2 separate regions of the Hordeum vulgare genome follow, and region 1 is linked to region 2. A link is a contact called in public Hi-C data. All regions are on one chromosome and are shown on one strand. Each heading gives the region's core, a stretch centred on a gene start, on an enhancer-like site or on the middle of the called end of the contact. The rest is flanking DNA. Distances are from core to core; before and after follow the strand shown. Region 1 holds the start of LOC123402183. Region 2 holds the start of LOC123404511 (protein RGF1 INDUCIBLE TRANSCRIPTION FACTOR 1-like).

The links. Hi-C and Micro-C count contacts between places; a contact is called where the count stands out from the background.
Region 1: a contact with region 2 is called in a Hi-C map of seedling, with 5 times the contacts expected there. The contact joins the promoter of LOC123402183 here to the promoter of LOC123404511 in region 2. A contact is called at or near these places in 2 of 6 Hi-C or Micro-C datasets (leaf and seedling).

What each region holds. Positions count from the first base shown.
Region 1 is chr6H:452,266,954-452,273,413 of MorexV3_pseudomolecules_assembly, reverse strand. LOC123402183 reads right to left here and starts at 2,170. Exons shown (of 1, transcript XM_045096062.1): 1 at 1,276-2,170. The coding sequence starts at 2,076. The coding sequence ends at 1,486.
Region 2 is chr6H:451,676,228-451,682,690 of MorexV3_pseudomolecules_assembly, reverse strand. It overlaps LOC123404511 (protein RGF1 INDUCIBLE TRANSCRIPTION FACTOR 1-like), which reads left to right and starts at 4,763. Exons shown (of 4, transcript XM_045098441.1): 1 at 4,763-5,002; 2 at 5,114-5,317; 3 at 5,455-5,670; 4 at 5,771-6,463. The coding sequence starts at 4,952. The coding sequence ends at 6,049.

The DNA of each region.
Region 1 (6,460 bases), core at 921-3,420, 590 kb before region 2:
AAACTTTCGGACAGTGATGAGGTGAAAAAATTACCTTCGTCAAAAAATAAAAACGCCACAGCGGCCAGCCGGCGACGCAGCTCGCTCGCAAGCGTCCAACGGGGGCGCACAGGGGGGAAGGCTCGTCGCCATCGACGCGCTCCCGTCGCAGCTCGAGATGACGAGGACGTGGCGCCTACCGCGGCGTCCACCGGCCGCGTCGATCCACCAGAGGGTTCGCGTCCCGGACGCTTGCGACGAATGTGCCACTCTCACTCGCAACCTACTGATTGCTCAACAGTTTTTCGGCAAAAGATTGGTGCACAGCTCAGATAATGACCCGCTGAATCCTATTACCACCTTTTATCTCTACAGCAGTTATTATACTGTATATATTTATATATATATAATGACTTGTTTTTGGCCGGTGAACAGCTCAGATACTGCAGCGCTACTGGCGGCAGCGATGAAGCGGGGCATTTTTCCTTTCGGAAGAGGCGCCACCTTCTCCGAAAGATTCCACGAACAAAGCTTGAGCTGTTGGGCAATGATTACCTCATCGGTGCAAATAGTGAGCTGAGCTCGAAATGATTTCGAGGGGAGTTGAAACTTGAAACGTCGGCCCGCGGTGAACCAGTAGACCACGATGTGAAGAAGGGTAGTAGGGGGAGAGCTCGCTGCACGATGCGCTGCGTTTGCCGCCGAGGCAGCGGGCGGCAGTGTCAGTGCATTATCGGCAGAGGCGCTAGACCAGGCAGTAGTAGGGCGAAGGGTCCTCTCCTTCACTGCTTGCGACGTACTCCTAGGCGCGCGTGTGCTGCGCGGGCCCACATGTCGGCGAGACGAGGACACGGCGGTCGAGACTGTTCCTTGTCCTGAACCTGCTCCGCCCAAGGCAGCACGACTAGACGGGTGTGCACGACACACAAGCTGCCATCCCCTCACGTACCCCCCACTCCATACATAACATCAAAAGCTCTAGATAAATGGGGCAATGAACACCGCCGGACTGGTTCTTTTCACCACGCTACCGTGCTTAACTGCTGGTCGATGTTGTGCTGGCAGTACCATCTGTCTCACAGGCCTCGGGTTTCTAACTTTAATCCTGATGAATACCCAAAAAGCAATCAAGGATGCAATGCAATGAAATTGCAGATTCATGGATGGTAGTGGAAGGAAAGTGCTACTAGCGCAGATCAAATCGGGGAGCTTAAAACGCCCAATTTGATGGTAGTATTAAGTGTACAGACACATGAGCAAGGGACAGCAAAAGCAAGGGGGAAACACCACCGCCCAAAGAGTAATCGAGTGCATTCAGGCGCCCAAAATCACAGGCTTTTGGTTTTAGTCTAGCTTAATCATCATCATAGCATAACATTAGCACGCGAGCCACAAAAGTGAAAAAGAAGAACCTCCATTCCATATAGTTAATTGATTAATATTATAACCACCTTCCTAAAAGCAGCAGACGGATCCCCCACCCCACCCCACTGGTGGCGAGGAATCTCACCCCCGCTCCGGCATGCTCGCCGACGACCTCCGGTGCTGCCGGAACGCCTTCATCGGGCTGGGGAAGTGCCAGCCCCAGCGCGCCTTGGTCGCCGCCGCCTTGGCCGCCACCGCCTTGGCCTCCACGGCCGTCGCGGAGACCGAGCTGGACCTCGCCAGCCCCAGTCTCTCCTCCTCCTCGTCCTCCTCCGGCGCGGCGCATCCGTCCTTGGCAGAGGACTTCCAGAACGGCGTCCACCCCCAGACCCTCGCCTTTCGCCTCCCGGAGGCGGCGGTGGCGACGGAGGCCATCGCGGCGGAGGAGGACGCGGCGACGGACCGCGAGCGCGCCACCCGGTGCTCCCGCTCGATGAGGCTGTGCACCCGGCCCACGGCGTCGCCGGACGCCGAGGAGGAGGAGGACGGGGAGGCGCAGGTGCAGGGGCAGGGCCGCACGCGCGCGCAGTTGGGGCAGAGGCGCAGCAGCCGGTCGCGGAGGCAGTACGGGCACACCCCGCCGCCGGATCTCGCCGCGGGGTGCTTCCGGCACCGCCACTCGTCGCCTCCTCCGCCGACGGCCGCGGCCACCGCTGCCTTCTCCGCCTTCATCTCCCTCCGTGCGTGCGGTTGCTCTCTCTCTCTCTCTGCCTCGCGTTTCTTGGGGAGTGAAATGTGGGGTGCGTTACCAGCGAATACTACGAACTCACAGCGTCGCTGCCGGAGTGTGTAATAAAGGAGGCGCCGGCGGGAGGCTGGCTTAACGGCGTGTGGGTTTTCGGGTGCCGAGACTGGGCACGTAGCTTGCGGTTATTCACGAGGCTGCCATCGCTACAGCTGGGCAGCGGTTGCCGTCGGATCTTCTGCGGTTGCCTATCAACTGCTGGAACAAAAAATAAATCTCCAGTCCGATTCTGAGCAACAGGGAGGAGCATCTGCTATACTTACGTCGTTGGTCGCAGAGGATCCCGGGGTGGACGAAAGATAAGGCTGCCCGCGCACGTGCGGGGGCGGGAATGAGCCGTGCTTGGGTCAGTTGCGTGGGGCCCGCGTGTCGGTTCATGAGGATGGTGGCGACCGAGACGGCTGTTCCTTTATTTCCCTCATCAGTTAATTAATTAATTATTTAAAATGAAACCTTGCTGCCCGTGTGGAGTGCACCTGCAGAGCGTCCATAGCGGTTGCAGTCTCGCGGATCTGGTTCGTAGCGCGAATCGTAGGTATCGCGTCTATTCTACACGCACGTCGAACAGGCCGCTACTGACTGATTGACTACGGCCGCAGCGCAGCGTATCGCCTTCGACGTATCGTCCGCTTCTGCATGCACGTGTGGTTGACGTTCGGCGACGCCTGTGCTTTGGACCGGAGCCGTGTTGTCTCGCGTTCGGGTGGACGGCAAAGTCAAAGCGATTCGGCCACCATTTTGCATTTTTGAGCTTTATTACCGCAAGATTAGTAGTACGAGTAACTCTTACTGTGTTCCCTTAAAAAAGGATTAGTACGAGGAGTGCACTTTACCTGCATCGCTTGTAGTCGGTCTTGTGCAATAATAAAAGAAGAGATAGACGAGACGCACACTCGTTCGTTCTCAAATCGCGCACCAACGCGCTCGTCGGTACTACTGTATTAGAGAATGCGCTGAAAGGGATCGATGCTAAAAATTCTTCCCCGTCACTTGCAATCTGGATGGTGCCCATGATTCCGTCTATAGTTAAGTTGCCAAACGTGTCGGCAGATGGGAGATCAGGGATTAATCTTTCCGGTGTGCGTATGCCTTGAAGGAGTTTGTCGTAAACACTCCCATCGAACGTGTCGTGTCTCCATCGGCATCAGTCTTCGTGCGATAGTAATATTATAGCAACTGACGCAGTTTGGTAGTAATCCGTTAAAGAAAAAGTGTTCCTGTGACGTGCTGATCGGTTCCAATCATTGAGTAACACTGCTCTTTGCACACGGGCCCCAGCAAAACTTCAAGGTTAAGATAAAGGCGCCATTTGAGGCGTGATGGTGTGGTGCCTGATTTATTGATATTCATTCTGCTGCCTTGTTTGGTTCATACTAGCAAAAGGGCCCGTGCGTTGCAACGGGAGAAAAAATACCACATGCTTTTAATCTTTTGTAATCATTTTGATTTATTAAAATAATAAGCTAACTAACTAATGTAGTCAGTCCTATCCTATTTTGTTGAGAAATCAACCCGTTCATTGTTAATTCCACCATGATGAAAAATTGAACGGGACAAGCAAAGCAAAACAAACAGGCTACGTGAATTGATCGATTGACTGTTATCTTATTTCACTCATGGGGTAGAGAATGTGGGATCAGATGACAAACTAAAGGTGGTGTTCCATTCTCTCTCTACAACAATGCAATCTTACATTCAATACATTCGTTCATCAGCAAACAAATTTCCACAAAACAAAATTTCTTGCCGGTGCTTGGCACACGGTTGGAGGCATGGGGAGGGGATCTCACCAGATGATGAGTTCCTGCCGGAGGAGGGGATACGATGAGGGTTAGGCGCCTCTATCTGGCCATAAGGAGTCGTCGTTGCCGCACCATAACCTCGGAGTTCCCCGTGTGAGGCATGGAGGCCCGCCTCCAACTGCAAGTACTTCGCTCCGCCGCGCCTTATCCGCGCGCCGCCGCCGTTCTGCATCGAGCAGACGCATCATCCCAAGTCGTTGTAGCTGTCGCGTTGATTTGATCCAGAAGCTGTGCTCGAGCGCCGAAACGGGGGCAGCAAGCGGACAGAGATACGACCGCGGAGGCAGGTGGGTTGAGATCAACAACAGTGGTGGTTGAGGTCGGCCGCGGCGGCGAGTGGTGTGGCAGCGGCCTGGGCACAGGCCAGGGTGGACCAGGGTCGACGCGATGCGCTCGAGCGCCGCAACGGGGGCAGTGAGCGGGGAGAGGTACATCCGCGGAGGCGGGTGGGTTGAGATCGGCAGCGATGGCGGTTGAGGTCGGACGCTGCGGCGAGTGGTGTGGCGGCGGCCTGAGCACATGCCAGGGTGGCCCAGGGTCGACGGGAGGAGGCGATGCGTACGGGTATAATTTTTGCAGCGAATCGTTTTTCCTTTTGCGTTGCAGATAAATGATGGAGCGCGGGTTGAATAACAAAAATTACGGGGGCTTTTTTATAAAAATACCGTGGTGGGTTTTCCGGCGGAAGCAATAGCCGTTTTATTATTAGGTATAGATTGTGTACTACCTCCGTTCCAAAATATAAAATCTTTTAGGGATTTTACTAGGAGACTACATACGGAGCAAAATAAGTGAATCTATACTCTAAAATATGTCTATGTACATTCGTATATAGTTTATAGTGCAATCTCTAAAATGTCTTATATTTAGGAACAAAGGGAGTATATTATTGTTTTTAGAAGGCGTGGCAGATAAATGCTATTCATATGTATTGGTAAGTCACTTGGATAAGTTTCTAGAAATGATCAAGTAATACGAGATCAAGTTCATCACAAATTAATATCTACTGTATTAGGCATGTGTTGCAAGAGAGAAATTATAAGTTCAAGGTCACAACTTAAAGTGACTAGTAGAACGCCCATGGCTTGCTTTAGTCTAAAATAAAATAAATAAAGAGAAATGTATGACAACTCCTGGATGCCCCTACACCCTCATAAACAGTAAGTTCAAAAAGAAATAGAAACTTTAGGGGATCAAAAGTGAGCAAACTTTTCATGTTCTTGCAAATTTTCAGCCACAAATAACATTCGAGGAGCCCTCATAAAAACAATTACTACGTAAAAGTGCACATAAACTTTGACCATTGATATTTTTAGGTGAGGTCTCCTTGAATGTTATTTGAGGCTGAAAAATTGCAAGAACGTCGAATGTTTAATCATGTTTGTTAGATGTTTCAAAGTTTCAGAATTTATTTATTTATTTATTTAAATTTACTCTCCATAGAGGGTGCAGGGGCACCTGAGTGTCGAACGACTTGTCTCATAAATGAATCAAACAAATCATTCTGAAAAGTCACTTCTTCCTCATACGTTCGGGCGTGCTTGGATATCAAATGGGCGCCCAACAAGCTTGCCATCCCACGATGCAACCTTACCTTTTTCTACCGGACCTTCCCCTTCCCGTCTGGTTTTCGTCGTAGCGGAACATTTCTCGTTCGAGCTCTTTTAAAAAAAAAATTGGTTAACACACACCTCACGTTTGCCATGGCACCCTATCTTCTTTTCATCGTACTTAACCCATGATCTGCCAAAGAGGAATCACCTCCCAATCGCACACTCTCTGTCCTGATACCCTCTCCGTGTGTTTGTGTAGATCCGCCACCACCATCAAGGATAGGAGGCATGAGCCACCCATAATGCCCCTCGAGCAAAGATTGCATATCCGATATCTGTTGGAAATATGCCCTAGAGGCAATAATAAAATAGTTATTATTGTATTTCCTGTTTCAAGATAATCGTTTGTTATCCATGCTACAATTATACTGAATGGAAACATAAATGCATGTGTGGATATATAGACAAAACAATGTCCCTAGTGAGCATCTAGTTGACTAGCTTGTTGATCAAGAATGGTTAGGGTTTTCTAGCCATAGGCAAGTGTTGTCACTTGATAACGGGATCACATCATTAGGAGAATGATGTGATGGACAAGACCCAAACTATAAACGTAGCATATGATCGTGTTATTTTGTTGCTATTGTGTTCTGCATGTCAAGTATACATTCCTATGACCATGATATCATGTAACTCACTCACACCGGAGGAATGCCTTGTGTGTATCAAACGTCGCAACGTTACTCGGTGACTATAAAGGTGCTCTACAGGTATCTCCGAAGGTGTCCATTGAGCTAGCATGCATCAAGACTGGGATTTGTCACTCCGTGTGACAGAGAGGTATCTCGGGGCCCATTCGGTAATACAACATCACAAACAAGCCTTGCAAGCAATGTGACTAAAGAGTTAGCCACATGATCTTGTATTACGGAACGAGTAAAGAGACTTGCCGGTAA
Region 2 (6,463 bases), core at 3,514-6,013:
TGGGCTCGCACCCGCAGGATGCAGCTCGTTAACTCAGAAGAGCCCGGGAAAGCAACGGACCTAAGCAAGCGCGTCTTTCCAGATGGATCGTTCCGGCAGGACCGGTGCAGCGCTGCTGCTGCTGAGACAATACAGTTTTCGGAATGACTTAGCGCCGGAGGAATCAGGAACTGACCTACCGAGCAGCGTATGCTTTGCTGCTGAGCTGATGCGATGCATGCACCGCTTTAAATTATTGGCGGGCTTTATGCCGGTGCCCGCTTTTGAGGTGCCTCCCGAACTCGAGAGATGCCAACGTGCCATCCCATGATTCCCATCCCACTGAGGCCAGATACTTGCAGTGAAGGGTCTGAACATGCACGATCCAGAGGTTAAGGCCTAGTGGAGGTTGGCCGTTGGCGATGAACTGCTGCAGCACAAACGGGCAAGAAATTCAGAGGAAATACGAAAGGTGTTCAGTTCACTCATTTTTCTTTTAAACTTTTGATCTATTCGTTATCAATCACGATGGTACAGCAAATACCACAAAATAATAAACATTGCATCCAGATCCATAGATCATCTAAGGAAGACTACAAACACTAAAACAAGCCAAAGCCACGAGGCAGACTGCTGCTGTTTTAATAACGGTGTTGAGTTCATTCAGCCGTCTTGATTATATTACTTTTCATATCAAAGTTCACGGTTGAAGAGAAGTTTAAATCCCAAAGATTCAGCCTGCACACACAAACACACACGGATAAAGACCGGATCCATGTGGATCCGCCTAAGGCAAACACCGATCGAATGCCATAAGATTCGTCGGGGATAAACCTCCGCACGCCTTTCACTAACGCTAGAAACACCATTGGAATTGGGCTAATCCTAGAAAATCTTATTTTATTTACAAAACCGCTACCGTATCCTCATTCTAAATAGGACACAACCCCTAAAAAACTTTAAAATGTATATAAAACGAAGCCCTCCTCCTTCATAAGAGCATCTCGAGTTGTGCCCCCAATAGGCCCTTCACCGATCATTTTTTCGCTGATGGGAGAAAAACGGTCCAATCGTGTCCCAGGAGCCTGTTTTTTGCTGGCTCGGACCGAAATTGGACCCGGCGGTCCCAGCCCGAACCCAACGCGTTGGGGGCGTCGACGAAAAGAAAAACGACGCGTCGGGGGCCGTGTCAGGCGAAAAAAGGCATTTTCTTCTTTGGAACCGCCTCTCACACACCACACCTTCCGCCAGCATGCCTATTCCGGCGCCGCCCCATCTACCTACCGCCGCTACAAAGGCTCTTTCCCTGTCATCTTCGCCACGGATTTGCCCCCTCCCCCCCCCCCCCCCCCGCTTCTTGGCGAGTTTTCTCGGCACTCTAGGCACGTCCGCGGACGCGTGACCGCCACGCTCGCCAGGTGTTCGGCAATTTGCCTAGCCTATGGACTCCGACGACGAGGAGGCATTCACGACGCTACTGGAGGAGGAAGCCGATGCCGACGCCAGGATGAAGAGCACCTCATGGTCCTCTCCTCTCTGGCCGGCTTATTCGTGAGCAATGCAGAGCCACAACGAGGTGTCTCGGCGCCGGACCGGCTAAAGGCAAAGTAGAGGCATCGACTAGAACGGTATTGCTTGCTCTATGTCGACTACTTCGCGGACGCTCCTCTGCACTTCGATAAATTATTCTGACGAAGTTATCGTATGAGCCGGAAGCTCTTCCTTAGGATTGTGAATTTCATCACGGAGTTCGACAGCTACTTCAAGTGTAAAAAGGATTGGACCGGCACACTTGGATTCACCTCGCTCCATAAGTGCATGACACCTATGAGGATGCTTGCGTAAGGAGCTCCAGGTGATATTCTCGAAGACTATGGACGCATAGCCAAGTCCACCACCATTGAGTGTTTCTACAAGTTCTGCACGGTAGTGGTGGCAGTTTTTGGACCTTAATATTTGCGATCACCCAATGCTGAAGACCCTGCTCGGATCCTAGCACAAAATGCAGAAAGAGGATTTCCTGAGATGCTTGGAAGTATCGACTGCATGCATTGGAAATGGAAAAACTGTCCATTTGCTTGACAAAGGATGTACAAAGGCGCCAAAGAAGGTTGGAGTGTGGTACTTGAGGCAATGGTCACACATGATCTCTGGATTTGGCACTCCTTCTTTGATATGCGAGGAACTCACAATGACATAAACGTATTGCAGTGCTCGAATGTCTTTGTCAAGCTTGTTGAAGGTCATGCTCCTCCGGTTAACTACGAGGTTAATGGATACAACTACAACAAGGGATACTACCTAGCAGATGGCATCTATCCGAGATGATCCATATCTGTGCAGACTATCTCAAATCCCGCACGAGGAGACAAGCACTTCTATTTTACCAAGCATCAAGAAGCTTGCCGGAAGGATGTCGAGCGGGCATTGGGTGTGCTTCAATCTTGTTTTGCTGTTGTCCGGTACCCTGCTCAGACCTAGTCGAAAGATCAAATGTGGGAAGTCGTGGCTTGTTGTGTTGTCTTGCACAACATTATCATTGAGAGCGAGCAGGAGGAGCTAGTGTTTGACACTGAACCATATTACAGGCAAGGTCCTCTTGCTCAAGTTGATCACCAGCTACCGACAACCTGGACTGACTTCCTCAACATGCGTGAGAAGATCCAAGACCCATAGGTGTATCAACAACTATAACACGATTTGGTGGAGCATCTATGGAGGCTCAAGGGCAACGCCTAGCTTGATTTTTTTATTTGTATTGATTTGTTAAACTTTTTTTTTATATTAATTTATGTGATGAACTATTTAATAAAAAATAACTATTGTTGTTCAGTTTGTGCTAAAATACCGAATATAGATCAAAAGTGGATCAAATTTACGTAGAAACTGGATCGAAAGCGCTGGGGCGCCCTTGGGTGGGCGGCTGGAAAACCGGGCCCCCACGCCATTTTTAACGCTAATAGATCCTCAGACAAAGCTATTTGGGACCACTGAAGGTCGAACGGCTGCAGATGCTCTGACCGTGAGACCACACGAAGAGGTAGAACGGCACCGGGGAGAGAACGAGGAACTCTAGAGCGGACTGCTACTTGTTAATAACCAGGCGTGTCCAGTACATTCAGTCGCCTTAACTATACGTATTACTTTTCAGATCAAAGTCCCTCATTAGGTCAAAAAATTGGAGCCAACTTATTGGCACATTTGGGCTATACTACACGCGATTTCTTAGGACGTAACGTACCAGCATACCACTATAATAGCTCAGGCCCGTAGACGGGGGGACTGCACGAGCACAGAAAACTCTTATCAGGAATTCGGCCATGTATATGTGCCGTGACGCTTCACGCAACACCAATCCGTCCGTGCCTACGAAACTCGATACAACTCAGCAGCATGGACTCGACTCGACTCGAACTCGAACTCGAACTCGGTGGGCGGAACAAAGCTGCCCCCGACATGTTAGGTTGTCAACGCCTACCGTACCTGCGATTAGGCGGGCCCCGCGGTTTAGCAAGTTGGCTCCTTGTTTAATCCCTCCTATAAAACAAATCGAGACGACGCGGACGTATAACTGCTTCGGGACTAATCTACGCGGTGCAGCATTCCGAGCTTTTTCCCTGTGACCTGACAGCGATCACCCACGATATCTTGCACGCACCGAGTAGATGTCTACAATGCTCTTAGGAGCTGACACGTTGCTTCGCACATGGATCTTGCCACGGAAGAAAAGCACAATAATAGGCAGCGCCCGCAACAGCACAGTGGACAAAAACGTGTGCCCGGTGGCCTCCTCAACGGCAGAGATCAGTGTGTGCACAGCGGTAGCAGCTATCAAGATAACTGGGACGTTACAGGAGTGGGTGGGCAGACCGCCGTGCACCGGTAGCATCATCTTGCCGAATCGGTGACGGCAGAGCACGGCCCGGCTTAGGTGGAAAACGGAAAACGAACGGACAGCTCGAGAAATCCGGGCATGGGCGGTTCCATCCATCCATCCATCCATCATCGCCGGCCGACGGCACTAGAGAAAAGGCGACGGCCCTGGTTCCAGAACGCGGGGAGCATCGAAGGGATATGGTCCTCCGTTTTTAAATATAAGTCTTTTAACCGTTTTCATTAAAGGAATGACTACATACAGAACAAAATGAGTGAATCTATACTTTAAAGTATGTCTATATACATCCATATGTAGTTTTCTAGTGAATCTTTAAAAATACTTATATTATGAAACGAAGGGAGTAGTATATATGGCGGTATACGCATGCATGCACGGTTGAGGATGCATCCGATCCCTTTCGATCCACTTGCTTGCGCGGGACTGGCCAATGGGCGACGCATTTGGTGCGGCAATGGCGTCGTTAGTGGTAAACTTTTGTGCCATTTTTCTTTCTTCACTTTTGGGAGCTGAGAAAACGTGGGCTTTCGCTCTGCTTGCACCGCCTATTTTGGAGCTGAGAAAGACAAGTGTCCGGCGAATGCAATGGAATATCCCAGAGAAGCATCCACGCGGAGCGAAAATACAACTAAAAGCGGGTGTGTGCCTCTGCGTAGCACTGGCAAAAGAAATACGCTCTGTTTAGGAGAGGAGTGATCACAATTTCCCACCGGATCACGGGGATGCAACCCGAACCGGAACCGCGACGGCGACGGGCTCACAGAGAAAACGCGCCTCTTTGATGGGACTTCAGAGCTTGTTTGTGTAGGATTTGCGATTCGACCGGTCGCGACTCGCGAAACGGCCCGGGCCCGCGACGAGTCGATAAGAACGGGCCCTAGAGCTCACTGTCAAGTACGCGCCGAGTCTTCCTCCTCCCATTCTTTTTTTACTTGGCACAAGCCACAGGTGCTGCACTACTTTTCCTCGGTCTACAAAGCCTTCGCGCTCCTGCGCCGGCGAACTGCTTTCTTGCACAGCATTTCTTCCCTCCCCTGCCATCTTGCATCCACATTCCTCTCCTTTCGCCGGCCGAAGATGGCAATAGACCACGCATCCCCTCTCGCGCTCAAGAGCGGCGGCGCCACGGTAATTGATTTCTTGATGCTTGTGTCCCTCCTGCTATGTGTTCTTGGTTCTCGTTTGTTCATCCTAGACTAGTGGCGGCGCCGGGTTGAAGCTGAAATGTTGGGTGTGCAGGGAGGAGCGGAGTGCGACGAGGAGGCGGGGAACCAGCGGTGGCCGCCGTGGCTGAAGCCGCTGCTGGCGACGAGCTTCTTCGTGCAATGCCGGGTGCACGCCGACGCGCACAAGAGCGAGTGCAACATGTACTGCCTCGACTGCATCGGCGGCGCGCTCTGCTCGCTCTGCCTCGCCCACCACCGCGACCACCACGCCATCCAGGTCAGTGGACCATTCATGCACGCGGACGCCCCAATGCCGGGGTCCCGTGTCCGCCTTCTTTCCTCCCCCGTTCGATCGATTCATGCCGGTTTTCATGGTGACTGACGATGCGTATGGACGAACGGCGTGCGGGGCAGATACGGAGGTCGTCGTACCACGACGTGATCCGGGTGTCGGAGATACAGAGGGTGCTGGACATCACCGGCGTGCAGACGTACATCATCAACAGCGCGCGCGTGGTGTTCCTCAACGAGCGCCCGCAGCCGAGGCCGGGCAAGGGAGTCACCAACACCTGCGACGTCTGCGAGCGCAGCCTCCTCGACTCGTTCCGCTTCTGCTCCCTCGGATGTAAAGTATGTAGTATATGCGCTTCTCCTTACAATCCAAGCTTAATTTGGCCATGGCCTGCTGCATTGCAAGATTGTAACCAGCACTGCATCTTGTGCTCCGCAGATTGTAGGCACGTCCGGCGGCCACCGGCCGAGGAAGAAACACGGCGGCGTCGGCGGCGGCGGCAAGAAGAAGAAGAGAGCGGCGCTCAAGGACGCGCGGTCGGACTCGGAGCACTCGTGCACGAGCACAAGCGGCGGCAGCAGCGACAAGAGCAGCGTGGTGCAGAGCTTCTCGCCGTCGACCCCGCCGGCCACCTCCAGCAGCTACCGCGCCGGAAACAAGCGCCGCAAGGGCATCCCGCACCGGTCGCCGTTCGGCAGCCTCATCGTGGAGCTCTAGGACGGCACACAGAGCCAAGCGCATGTCTGGCCTGATCAACGCTCTAGCCTACTGTATACGTGACATAGCCAAGAAGGTAATAGCTGCGCGCCCTGAACGGCGATGAGCCGCCGTCGAGGGGCACACACTAATACTATAGCGTGGTACTTCCAGTTTCGAGTTTTAGCTAGTTACCACTGGTAAAACCCTAGTGTCAGACTGTAAAGTAACTTGCAACTCCATGACGACGACCAAGTTTTGCAATATACAGTATACTGTAGTGTACTCCATGCGACTATGACCATATGGTTATCGCACTAGATCGTAAATGTGCATAGATGACAGATAAATGTACCAGTAGTATGTGGAGCAGGAGGGCAGTGTGGTGTTCATGTACTGCACGAGCCATGTAATGAAAATAAGAACGCTGCTCAG